Linked DNA regions of Mus musculus: region 2 is linked to region 1. A link is a contact called in public HiChIP or PLAC-seq data. All regions are on one chromosome and are shown on one strand. Each heading gives the region's core, a stretch centred on a gene start, on an enhancer-like site or on the middle of the called end of the contact. The rest is flanking DNA. Distances are from core to core; before and after follow the strand shown.

What was found. HiChIP or PLAC-seq counts read pairs in DNA pulled down with a chosen protein or histone mark.
Region 2: a contact with region 1 is called in an H3K4me3 HiChIP or PLAC-seq map of bone marrow-derived macrophages, with 3 times the contacts expected there. The contact joins the promoter of Dnajb12 here to the enhancer-like site in region 1. A contact is called at or near these places in 10 of 39 promoter capture datasets (the 3T3-L1 cell line, the HPC-7 cell line, embryonic stem cells and 6 more), 6 of 484 Hi-C or Micro-C datasets (the AML12 cell line, B cells, astrocytes and 3 more), 4 of 115 datasets of contacts at active chromatin or transcription factors (bone marrow-derived macrophages, embryonic stem cells and fetal liver) and 3 of 9 other capture datasets (adipose tissue, liver and pancreatic islet).

Annotation. Positions count from the first base shown.
Region 1 is chr10:59,587,297-59,592,595 of GRCm38.p6, reverse strand. All of the region lies in intron 1 of Mcu (mitochondrial calcium uniporter), which reads left to right. Among named protein-coding and RNA genes, the nearest start is that of Gm40671, 14 kb to the right of the region's middle. Within about 2 kb of position 2,560, at least 130 of the 459 cell types and tissues checked have an H3K27ac peak or open chromatin away from gene starts, as enhancers often do. A contact at or near this core is called in B cells, the HPC-7 cell line, adipose tissue and 3 more, where this site is marked.
Region 2 is chr10:59,876,905-59,882,203 of GRCm38.p6, reverse strand. Dnajb12 (DnaJ heat shock protein family (Hsp40) member B12) reads right to left here and starts at 2,621. Exons shown (of 9, transcript NM_019965.3): 1 at 2,394-2,621. The coding sequence starts at 2,526.

The sequences.
Region 1 (5,299 bases), core at 1,311-3,810:
AACATCTACCTGGATGTGCCAGAGGACAAATGGCTGACCTTTCACCATCATTGAGAAGTATGCTACCCACCAACAAAATCCCACTGAAAGCAAGTCTCCAGCTAAGAGCTGTGCTTCCTTCCACCTTGTGTACTTGCCCGCTCTCTCTTTAGATGGTCTGTGCTCTCTTTTTTGTCTGTACTGGATTCTGTATCCCGTGCTGCGGCCTTGTATGTGGACTTTTGTTTTTATTTCATTGGCCGGTTTTTAAAAGCAAGTCTCTGGTTGAGTCTTTGTAATATTACCCACATACATGCATTTTAAAAAATGAAAATACAGTGTATAAATGTACCTTCAGGCTATGAGCATAAAATGCATATGAGACAAATAAATTTTGTGCTTAGAGTTGAGTCTCATCCTTAAGACATTTCATTGTACACAAGCAAAACCATGAAAAATTCAGATTTTTATTCTCCAGCATTTCAGATAAGTAATCCTCAGCCTATATTGCCTACTTTGATCAGTGAATTCCCTTCTGTTGCACATACATTTCCAGTCTTTTGCTGATTATTGCTTTGCTAAGGTGATAATCCTGTGGGTTCATCTTGGCTCACAGTGAATTTTAGGATGTGTTCCTAAACATAGGAGTTAGGAGGGTTACTCTATCTTTACATCTTTGTCAACTTGTGCTACCAAACATTTGGATCTATGACTTATGATGTGAAAAAAGCATATCAATGTAAGTTAAATTTGTGCTTTTTCCATGAGCCACTGCTGCTTTCCCCTCCTCCTCCCTCCTCCTGTGCTGGGGATAACCCCAGGACCTCTCTCCCACCAGGCAGGCATTCCCCCCGTGAGTTACACCAGCCTTAGAGTGTGGTTTCTTAGCAAGCCGATCCCGTAAGAACTTTGTTTCCCATCTTTGCCACTCTGAACACTGTGGTATGCACTTGGCCCATTTCTTTACACATGTTTTCTAATGATGTAACTAGGACACACACACACACACACACACACACACACACACACACACACACACATCACTAAAGAGTTTTTCTAAGGATCTCTTCTGGTTCATATAAGGCCAGAAAATAATTACGCAGGCTTTCTATAGTTATAGGATTTGCAATCTTTGTTTGTTTGTTTGAATTGACACAGGATTTCATGGTAGCCTCAGCTAGCTTTAACTTTGTTGTGCAGTTGAGAATGACCTTGAAGTTCTGGTCCTCCTGCCTCTACCTCCCAAGTGCTGATACTTTGATACTTTGGGGGTGAGCCACCAGACCTGGTTTATGTAGACCTTGGGAACTGAACCTAAGGCTTCATGGATGTTAGGCAGGGTCTTTACCAATCAAGATCCACCTCCAGCCCAGATTTGCTGTACTTTTAAAAGATTCTATCTAAAACATTCTATCATAAAGTGGACCACATTTTGTTTTCAGCACGACTGTGTGATTTTTAGCATAGAATTTCATCGGGGACCTTAGTTTAAATACTTGGAACCAGTGCAAGATTTTAATAGATTAGAAGATAAATGGCGTTGGGAAATTTTACAATTGAGTTTGTAGCTAGGGTTTGAGGAATAAAGGCCATTTTGGTAATGGATTTTTATGTTTAAATTGGATATTTGCTTGGTTGCAAGAGGATTAATTATAAGGATCTTCTCCTCTTGTAGTCTCTCAGCTTGAACAGATAAATATAGAGCGGCAGTGTTTGGAGAGGGAACTGTGTAGAAAATGTGTGGGTAGCTGTTGTAGTTTTGCACAGAAGATAACATCTAGAATAAAGAACAGATGAAAATACTCATTGAGGATTAGTGTTCTTAGAGCATCATCGCATCCAGCCTTCTCCAGGCCTAGCGTGCAGAGCCATTCAGAATCCAGCTCATATGCATGGCGGATGATAGACTCTCCGAGCTCAGCGCCCTTTTCCTTAACAGCCATCTCTCCGCACTTGCCACATCCTTTCCCATTCTTCGGAAGTCACGCATCTCTCTCTCTCTCCACACCCCGACTGCAGACTGTTGTCTTCTCAATCGCCTGCAGATGTGTCATCTTCTTTGTAAACCCTGTGTGACTTCTCTGGCCCAGGTTAGTCCTAATTTTTAGCTTTTGACTCTCATAACACTGATGACGTTGAGTTTCTTTCAACTGGGTCATGGGTATGTGTCTGCATAGTAAAGCACTGTCCTAAGTCCTGGGTTAATGGAGATGAGCGGTGCACACAGCATCCCTGGCTTCACAGTCAGCCACAAATGCAGTAAGTCATAAGGAAGCACCTCATCGTTGAACTGTGTGGGAAAAAGGTGCGAGGGGTGAACCAGAGTTTGTAGTTGCAAACGGCAGGCCCCCCCTGCTTACAGTAAACAGGAAAAAGTGATCTAAAAAGTGTGCTCTGGAGTTCACAGAGAGCTGAGAATCAGTCAGGATCGACGCCAGCGTTCTACCACTGGGCTAAAGTCACTGCAGACCCCACTGCTCTGCGTTCGCACCGGGAACAAGTGTTGGCCCTGCCTTGTCATTACTAAGTGCCACTTGAACCACGAGGACTTCTGCCGCTTTCGCTTTGGGAAGGAGAGCTGGTTTCACTCTGGTCAGCGTGGATTCCATGGCACCACCTCCGTGATGGCATCTGCTTCCTAACCAGAATACCAGAGTGGCAGAACATGGCCATAGAGCTGCCACCCTGTTTGCAAAGAGAGGCTGGGAAAGTCAGCCTTCGATTTCTATCACGGGAGGCAGGCTTTAGAAGATGAGAATTCCTCCCTCCCCCGAAAAAGAGTGTTTAAAAGTCCTAAGCGGTTAAAAACCACGGGGAATTTGGAAGAGTAATTAGAAGATCAGTTTAGATTTGAGTAGTTACAGAAGGGCTGACTGAAGGCTTACCATCCTTTCGAGGACACAGGTAAAGCATATTCCTGCTGAGAGACAAATGAAAAGCCCCTGCCTACAATTTGGGGTAACCGAGGGCGGTCTCGGTGTTATATGGGCTTCCGGTTGAAGGAAGATGTGGTTATGGGTAAGAAGAGGAAGTGTGTGGTGAAGTAACTGGGAGAGACTTTATTTGAACTAAGTCTGAGGTCACTGCTCTTACCCCCTTCCCTCCTCTGAGGTGTACTAGGGATTTTATAAATGAAATCAGTCCTACAAGTTCATTTTGTATTCAGTGTGAGTGTGTGTGTGTGTGTGTGTGTGTGTGTGTGTGTGTGTGTGTGTGTGCATACCTGCCTTGGTGTATATGTGAATACAGGAAAGACACACCTGTATAACTGAAACTCTGTGGGCTCTGAGATGCCATGGGGTGACTAGTGTCATCTGCGCATGGTTCAGGAGACTGGCATGAGGATCTAGCAAAGACAGGAGATATTAGGAAGACAGTGTCTGGTCAGGAGAACGAAGAGATGGGAGAAGGGGATGAAGGGGGATGTCAGTGTCCCATCCTGGTGGACCTTGAGACAATGACTTCTTGATTCTTTGTATCTTGGTAGACCTGAGGATTGTGGTTACAGTTGCTTACAGTATGCCAGGTCTCCCGATGGCTTCAGTGTAGGTACAGCCTGCCGTCTCAAAGGTGAGCTGGTAGTCTTTCCATTTGTACAATGACCTGGGTGTGATGACACATGCCTTTGTTGCAGCGCTGTGGAAGTGGAGGCAGAAGGAGAGAGTTTGAGCCTAGCCTGGAGATATACCTCGGAGACAGATCACGTACCGGGCATCATGCTGTGGTTTGATTCCCCAGCATCGTCACCAAGGACAAAAGAATAATTACATTATATAGTTAAGTGATTAAAAAAATCCCTGCCGTTTTGGTCTTTTTATAAATGAAATCAGTCCTACAAGTTCATTTTGTATTCAGTGTGAGTGTGTGTGTGTGTGTGTGTGTGTGTGTGTGTGTGTGTGTGTGTGTGCATACCTGCCTTGGTGTATATGTGGAGTTCATAAGACACCTGTGGGAGCTGGTTCTCTCCTACCACCATATGGGGCCCATCTTGTCAGGCTTGTCTTGGTGACAAGGGCCTATAATTGCTGAGCTACTACGCCAACCATAATTTGCCTTTGGAAGGCAGAATTTCAACACTGAACAAAGTCGACCCTGCTTCCTGCTAAGTCTTTTCCATTTGTAAAACTTGGCCCCTATAAGGGGAGCACAATCCAGATTTATCTAGTACTCTCCTACCTCAGAATGACATGTGGGCTTTAGATGAGCTAACAGAAGCAAGCGTGGGAGGTTGTACTCCGTTAATCAGCCTTCACACCACTGCTGTTCTGAGTGAGCGGATCCTTGATTGGAAACCTCTCCCATATAATGTGTAGCCGCATCCCTGGTCCCTACCCAGCAGGCTCAGGTAGCATGCTCCTCTCAGCTGTGGCTTTGGGCACTGCCGGATACCATTTCTGTTTGAGAACCATCTCTCGATTTCCCTTTGCCTGTCTTTTAAAACTTATTTGTGGTTTTAGTGCCTGGTGGCCATACCCTGAGAAAGCTATTTTTGTTTTGGTAACAGGTCTTACTGAGTGCTCAGGCTGGCCTTGAACTCTGGGATGAAACGTCTTGCAATCCCAGCCTCTTAGATAGTCAGGACTGTAGGTCATACTCTTCTCTAGGAAACTGGGAAGTCTAAAAATGAGAAGACAAAACTCTATCCACATTCTGTGCATACCATTTAGATGTTTTTAATCTGGCACTGCTTTTGTAAGATCAAATAAGAGAATGTGTCACCCATGCTCACTATGGGTGATATTGTGGGTGCAGTGGCTTATCCTGGAACAATATTGAGGTTCTCTCCATCATGCCGTAGCAGGATGGCTTTACCCTTCCCTCAAGTGTGATCTCTGACTGGATAAGCCAGTTACCCAGAGGTTGACGGACACAGGGTCATAGAAAAGGAGCGCCAGCACACCTAAGTGCGCTCTGCACAGGCAGGGTCAGTATTCTTTCACAGATGTCGGTGTCGCTTTTGTGAGAACCGAACCTTACAAGCTGCAGCTATGCATGGCACACTGACCAACCTCATAAGCAATAATGGGTCCATAACATTATAGTGACTTTGAGTTCATTAATAACTTAGTTTGGGTTTGATGTTTTCACAAGGATGGACTTGCCTGATAATGCATTTCTTGGAATCTCTTCCATCTTTAAGCAGGGCATGACTCTTGGAGGTTTTATTTATTTGTTATTTTAGTACTTTGAGACTGGCCTAAGCCCACTGTACGTAGCCTGGAGTGTCTCCACCATTGCAAGTGGTGGGATCCCGGGTGTCTGCTACTGTGTAGCATACATTTGTTTCTTGTTGTGGCTTTTAGTTGAAGAAGTTAGGGAG
Region 2 (5,299 bases), core at 1,372-3,871, 290 kb before region 1:
TGCTCCCAACAGCTTACAATATGACGGCCAGGAGATCATCTTCCACACGTTCCCTCAACACTGAGCCCGCAGGTGGCAGGGACTGGATTTTTTATGACTACCCTTAGAGACCTCAGCACCTAAACTGTGCTCGCTCGCTTGCTTCCTTCCTTCCTCTCTGTCTTTCTTTCTGTTCGATTCCTGCTATCGCCTGCCCTGCAACCTTCTTCCCTGGAAGTCTGCATCCTTGCAGATCTTGCCAATCCTGCTGTGCCACTCGGCATCAAGCAGTGAACAAAGAGATTCAACATCAGTTTACTTTTCTCTAGATAAAGATAAGGTCTTGCTAGGTAGCCCAGGTGACCTCAGACTTGAGGCAATCCTCTTGCCTCAGGAGTCACAGGCATGGATCACCCTACCTGCAACCATCTAACTCCTAGCTAAACATTCAGTGTAGACAGCCGTCTAAGATTTCCTGGGCCTAAACTAGCCTTACATCCTTGTCCGTTTAGGCGAGGTTGCTGTTAAGTTTAAGTGCATGAGGCATTTGTTTTTTTTATTTTTTTTAAAAAGATTTTTATTTATTATGTGTAAGTATATTGCAGCTGTCTTTAGACACCAGAAGAGGGTGTCATATCTCACTACGGATGGTTGTGAGCTACCATGTGGTTGCTGGGGTTTGAACTCAGGACCTCTGGAAGAGCAGTCAGTGTGCTCTTACCCGCTGAGCCATCTCACCAGCCCGGTATTTGTTTTATCCATCAGAGATATAACAAATATCCAAATCGTGGGCCTCTGAGATGACTCAGACAGCGAAGGTACTTACTGCCAAGACTGACTACCTGAGTTTGATAGACACAGCCGACTCCACCAAGTTATCCGCTCATGAGCATGAACACATGAATACACACACACACACACACAGAGCAAGCCCTGCAATGACATCCTATCTAGATTCCTGAACTAGCACAGGTGGCCTCTGCCATGCCCTAAAGCTCTATTTCATCAGCTTTCTTAACTGCTCCTGGGCTACCAGCAGTAATCAGAATTCTGACAGTCTGCACCCCGCCTGGTGCTATCCACTTATAAAAAGGGAATTATCCCATAGGGAAGCAGTTACCAGAGCAGATCGAAACTCTCTCCTAGCAGAGGCAAAGAGACCAAAGATCAACCTGCAGAGTCAGGAGGGAGGAAAGTTCAGGAACGCAGCTGCCTCTAAGGTCAGCACTCCAAACCTGGGCAGGGAAGGTGAGAGGCTGGCTGCTGCGTCTTCATTTCATTTTAATAAACACGTATGGAATCTCAGGGTTTTCCACTTTCTAGCTGTGTCACATCCTAAGACGCTTATCGATGAGTTAGTTCCTCATCTTGAGAAGATAGAAGGGTGGTGTTCTGTCTTCCTGACTTTACAGGATCAGGTGGCAAAACACACGAGAAAGAACTTTCTACACAGAAAAGCACTATGGGTATTCTTGTTTATATACATTATCTGTTCCAACTTCCTGAACTTCCAGATGGGGAAACCCAAGCTCACGATGAGATGTGGGTCTCTTAATTCTGAAAGTCTGCTACATGTCAGAGAGTTTACTAACTCCACAGAAACAAATCCTGTGTCTTTCTCCTTCCCAGCTGGTATTAAAATTTTCTTTGGTCACTTCGGTTACAAACGCAAAAATGAGGGGGAGGTTACCAGGTAAAGTGAGACGATTGGGTAGCGAAGACAAGATCACTATTCCCTCCCTGGGTTGGGAGGTCTCAGACCTAGGCTATTAGCTACCTGGAGCTCAGCAGCCGTAGCAGTCCATAAGACCCGCCACCCGGGCTTGCTGAGGAAGAAGGTGGGATAGGGTGGCTGACACTGGGATCTTCAACAATCCATCCACTCCGAAACACCGCTTTCAAGAGACTGCAGGAAGGACTGCGAGTTGGAATGTCTTATTTCGCTAAGGGTTCTCTGATTGGAGCGAATGAATTCCTTCCCTCTCTAGAACCCATTCTCCCTTAGAATAGTTATGTTTATTTTCCTGAACTATAATATTTCCCAGGCCGGCCAGTGGCCCTGAGCCACCGAACAGCCCTCTGGGAGAAGTAGTTCGCTTTCGCGTCCACAAGAGTCCTCTTCACCGGGTCTCCCAGCGCGTCTCCTTCCCAGAAACCTCACATTCCAGAGGCCTCCACAAGCACTGGGAAGGGGTTGGGAGCCGGGCCCTCGGGGGTCTCCAGGGGGCCAGCATCCTAGAGACCGCGGCACCGCTGGACTACGAATCCCAGCAGCACCCGCGCGCGCCAGTGCGCAGGCGTAGCCGCGCCTCGCCACCCCTCCCCCCTCCGCCAACTGCTCCCGTCGGTCCGTTCCCGTGGTCCCCCGATCCGTGCTAATGCCCCCTTCGGTCCCTGCGGCGCCTCCCACTCACCGCTGACTCGTGGCGTCGGGTAGAGCCGCTGCGCCTTCTCCAGGAAGCGCAGCGCCCGCTCGGGCTGGTTGCTTTGGATGGCCTTGAGGGCGATGCTGATACAGCGCTCGGCTTCATCCTTGTTGGATTCCATGGCGGAACCCGAGCACGGAACCAGGGAGGGGGAGGCCGGGCGAGCGAAGGGCTGCGCCAGCCGCCGGCGCGTCGCGGGGCAGGCCGGCGCGGAAGGATGACATAACCCTCCGCCCCTCCTTCCCGGGATTTGAGTGAGGGTTGAACCCGGGCGGAAGCCCTACCGTATGTCTCCTAAGAAAGGGGCGTTCGGTTCGGAGGCGCTAGAACGCGCGGGCGCTCTAGAGCGCAAATGCTGAAGTTGAGTGTGCGCGCACGTTCGGGTGGTAGCCTCTGCGTTCCAGTCCGACTATCTGTGAATCGTACAGATGTTTACCGATTGTCAGACGCTGCTGTCTGATGTGGCAGTGGTATCAAAACAAAACCGTGTCCTCACAGAGCTTTCGTGGGTGGGGAGAAGTCAAGTAAACGGAAACATTCAGATAGTGACACAGTCAAGGCAAATATCGAAAAGTAGAGGGATGGAAGGGAGGGCTACCATTTAAGATAGCTTAATATATCAGAAACTCATTTTACAGGCTCTGAACTCTAAAGAAACAGGAACATGTGATTGGAGGAAGGGTGGTTCGACTGGAGGAAATAACAGATGGAAAGGCTCCGCATAAGGATTTTCGTTGTGAGTTATTGCGGGGATTAAGGAGGAGTTTACAGGAGTCACTACAGAGTCACACCAGTCAGGATGCAGCTCAGCCTACCTCCCACTTAAGTGACAGCAACTTAGTGAAGGTTGCCAATGACTTCCACTAGGCTAAATCTCCTGGCTATTTCTTAGCCCTTGCACTATGGTCTTTCACAAGAAACTACAATAAACCAAATGAATGTTAAAGGGTGCAATGCGATGGTGGTGTAAGCCTTCAATCCCAGCCCTTGGGAAGCAGAAGGACTCTGAGTTCAAGGCCAACCTGGTCTACAAAGTGAGTTCCAGGACAGCCAAAGGTACAAAGAGAAACTCTGTCTCGAGAAACAGACACAAACAAAAGTTAAAGAGCAGCTGTTATAATCAAGTGAGACTCGGTGAATATATATTCATCGAGTTGCAGATACACACACATATACATATATATAAAGCATAAATATATAACATAAACATATAAAACATATAAACACACACACACACACACACACAACTAGAAAAGATCATCCGAGTGAGATAATCCACACTCAGAAAAACAAACATGGTATCTCACTTATAAGTAGATTATAGCCATAGATAGAGTACAGGATAACCATTCTACAATCCACAGACCCAAAGAAGCTAAGTAACAAAAAGAGCCCAGGAAAGGATGTTTGAATCTCACTGAGAAGAGGAAATGAAATAGTCACAGGGGTAGAGGGAGGGATGGAGCAGGGTTGGAAAGGAGGTGGGCAGGGGAAGAGGAGGGGTGAGTGTTGGGAGAACTGCCATGGAGACTTAGCTGGGTCGGAACTCCCTCTGAGAAGTTTGAATATTAGATGTTTGATATAGGGAGGATGTATTGGCGATGGGAATGGCAATCGGGATTGTGCAACCATACGGTGTAGGGAAGACGGAGGGAGGGCTGACGGTGGAGACCATGCTTAGAAGGTGTAAAACCCTGGCTTTAATTCCCCAGCAATGCCCCTTTCCACCAAGACAAAAATAACAGAACAAGAAGCTTGAGCAGAATCCTAATTTTGAAAATTATCAACGGATGTGAATTTTTTTAAATGTACGAATGCCCTCTCTGCATGTACACCTGCATGTCAGAAGAGGGCATTAGATCCCTTCATAGATGGTCGTGAACCACCGTGTAGTTGCTGGATATTGAACTCTGGAAGAGCAGCTAGTGCTCTTAACTGCTGAGCCGTCTTACCAGTCACGAATGCTTTTAAAGCAAACCATGGGATTAGATACACCAAGATGTAAGTGCGGAGCAGAGGGGAGCTGGATTACAGAGCCCTCCATTACTCAGAGGGTCGGAGGGAGAGGGGCTTGAGGAGAGGAGAGTACACTGAAGTGTGGTGTGAAGGAAGAAATATGAGTCACTTAGGGGCCAAGTGAAGTGGATGTTTCTAATGGAGGAAGGTTTCACATGATGAAATTTTATGTCGAGGCCAAGCAATATAAGCACGGAGAGATGCTGGCGGTGTGAGCCGCTGCGTTCACTGTGATGCAATTGTTTCAAGTGTGTTCCCAAGGGGCTCTGTGTGCTCTTAACACGGGGTGTTCTGTAGCGTTTTCTTCTTTTAAAGAGCATGTAGACCATGTCTTCTCTTTTTCTCTATCTTTGATGCAATTGTTTCAAGTGTGTTCCCAAGGGGCTCTGTGTGCTCTTAACACGGGGTGTTCTGTAGCGTTTTCTTCTTTTAAAGAGCATGTAGACCATGTCTTCTCTTTTTCTCTATCTTAAAAATTTTATTTATTTTTATTTTATGGACATTGGTGTTTTGCCTGCATGCATGTCTGAATGCGAGTGTCCTGGTCCCCTGGAACAGCAGTTATGGGCAGTTGTGAGTTGTCATGTGGGTACTGGGAATTGAATCTGGGTCCTCTGGAAGAATAGCCAGTGCTCTTAACCGCTGATCCATCTCTTCAGTTCACTATAACATTTTTTTTAAAAGATTTTTTAATTTATTGATTATATGTAAGTACACTGTAGCTGTCTTCAGACACTCCAGAAGAGGGAGTCAGATCTCGTTACGGATGGTTGTGAGCCACCATGTGGTTGCTGGGATTTGAACTCTGGACCTTTGGAAGAGCAGTCGGGTGCTCTTACCCACTGAGCCATCTCACCAGCCCAACATTTTCTAATAGA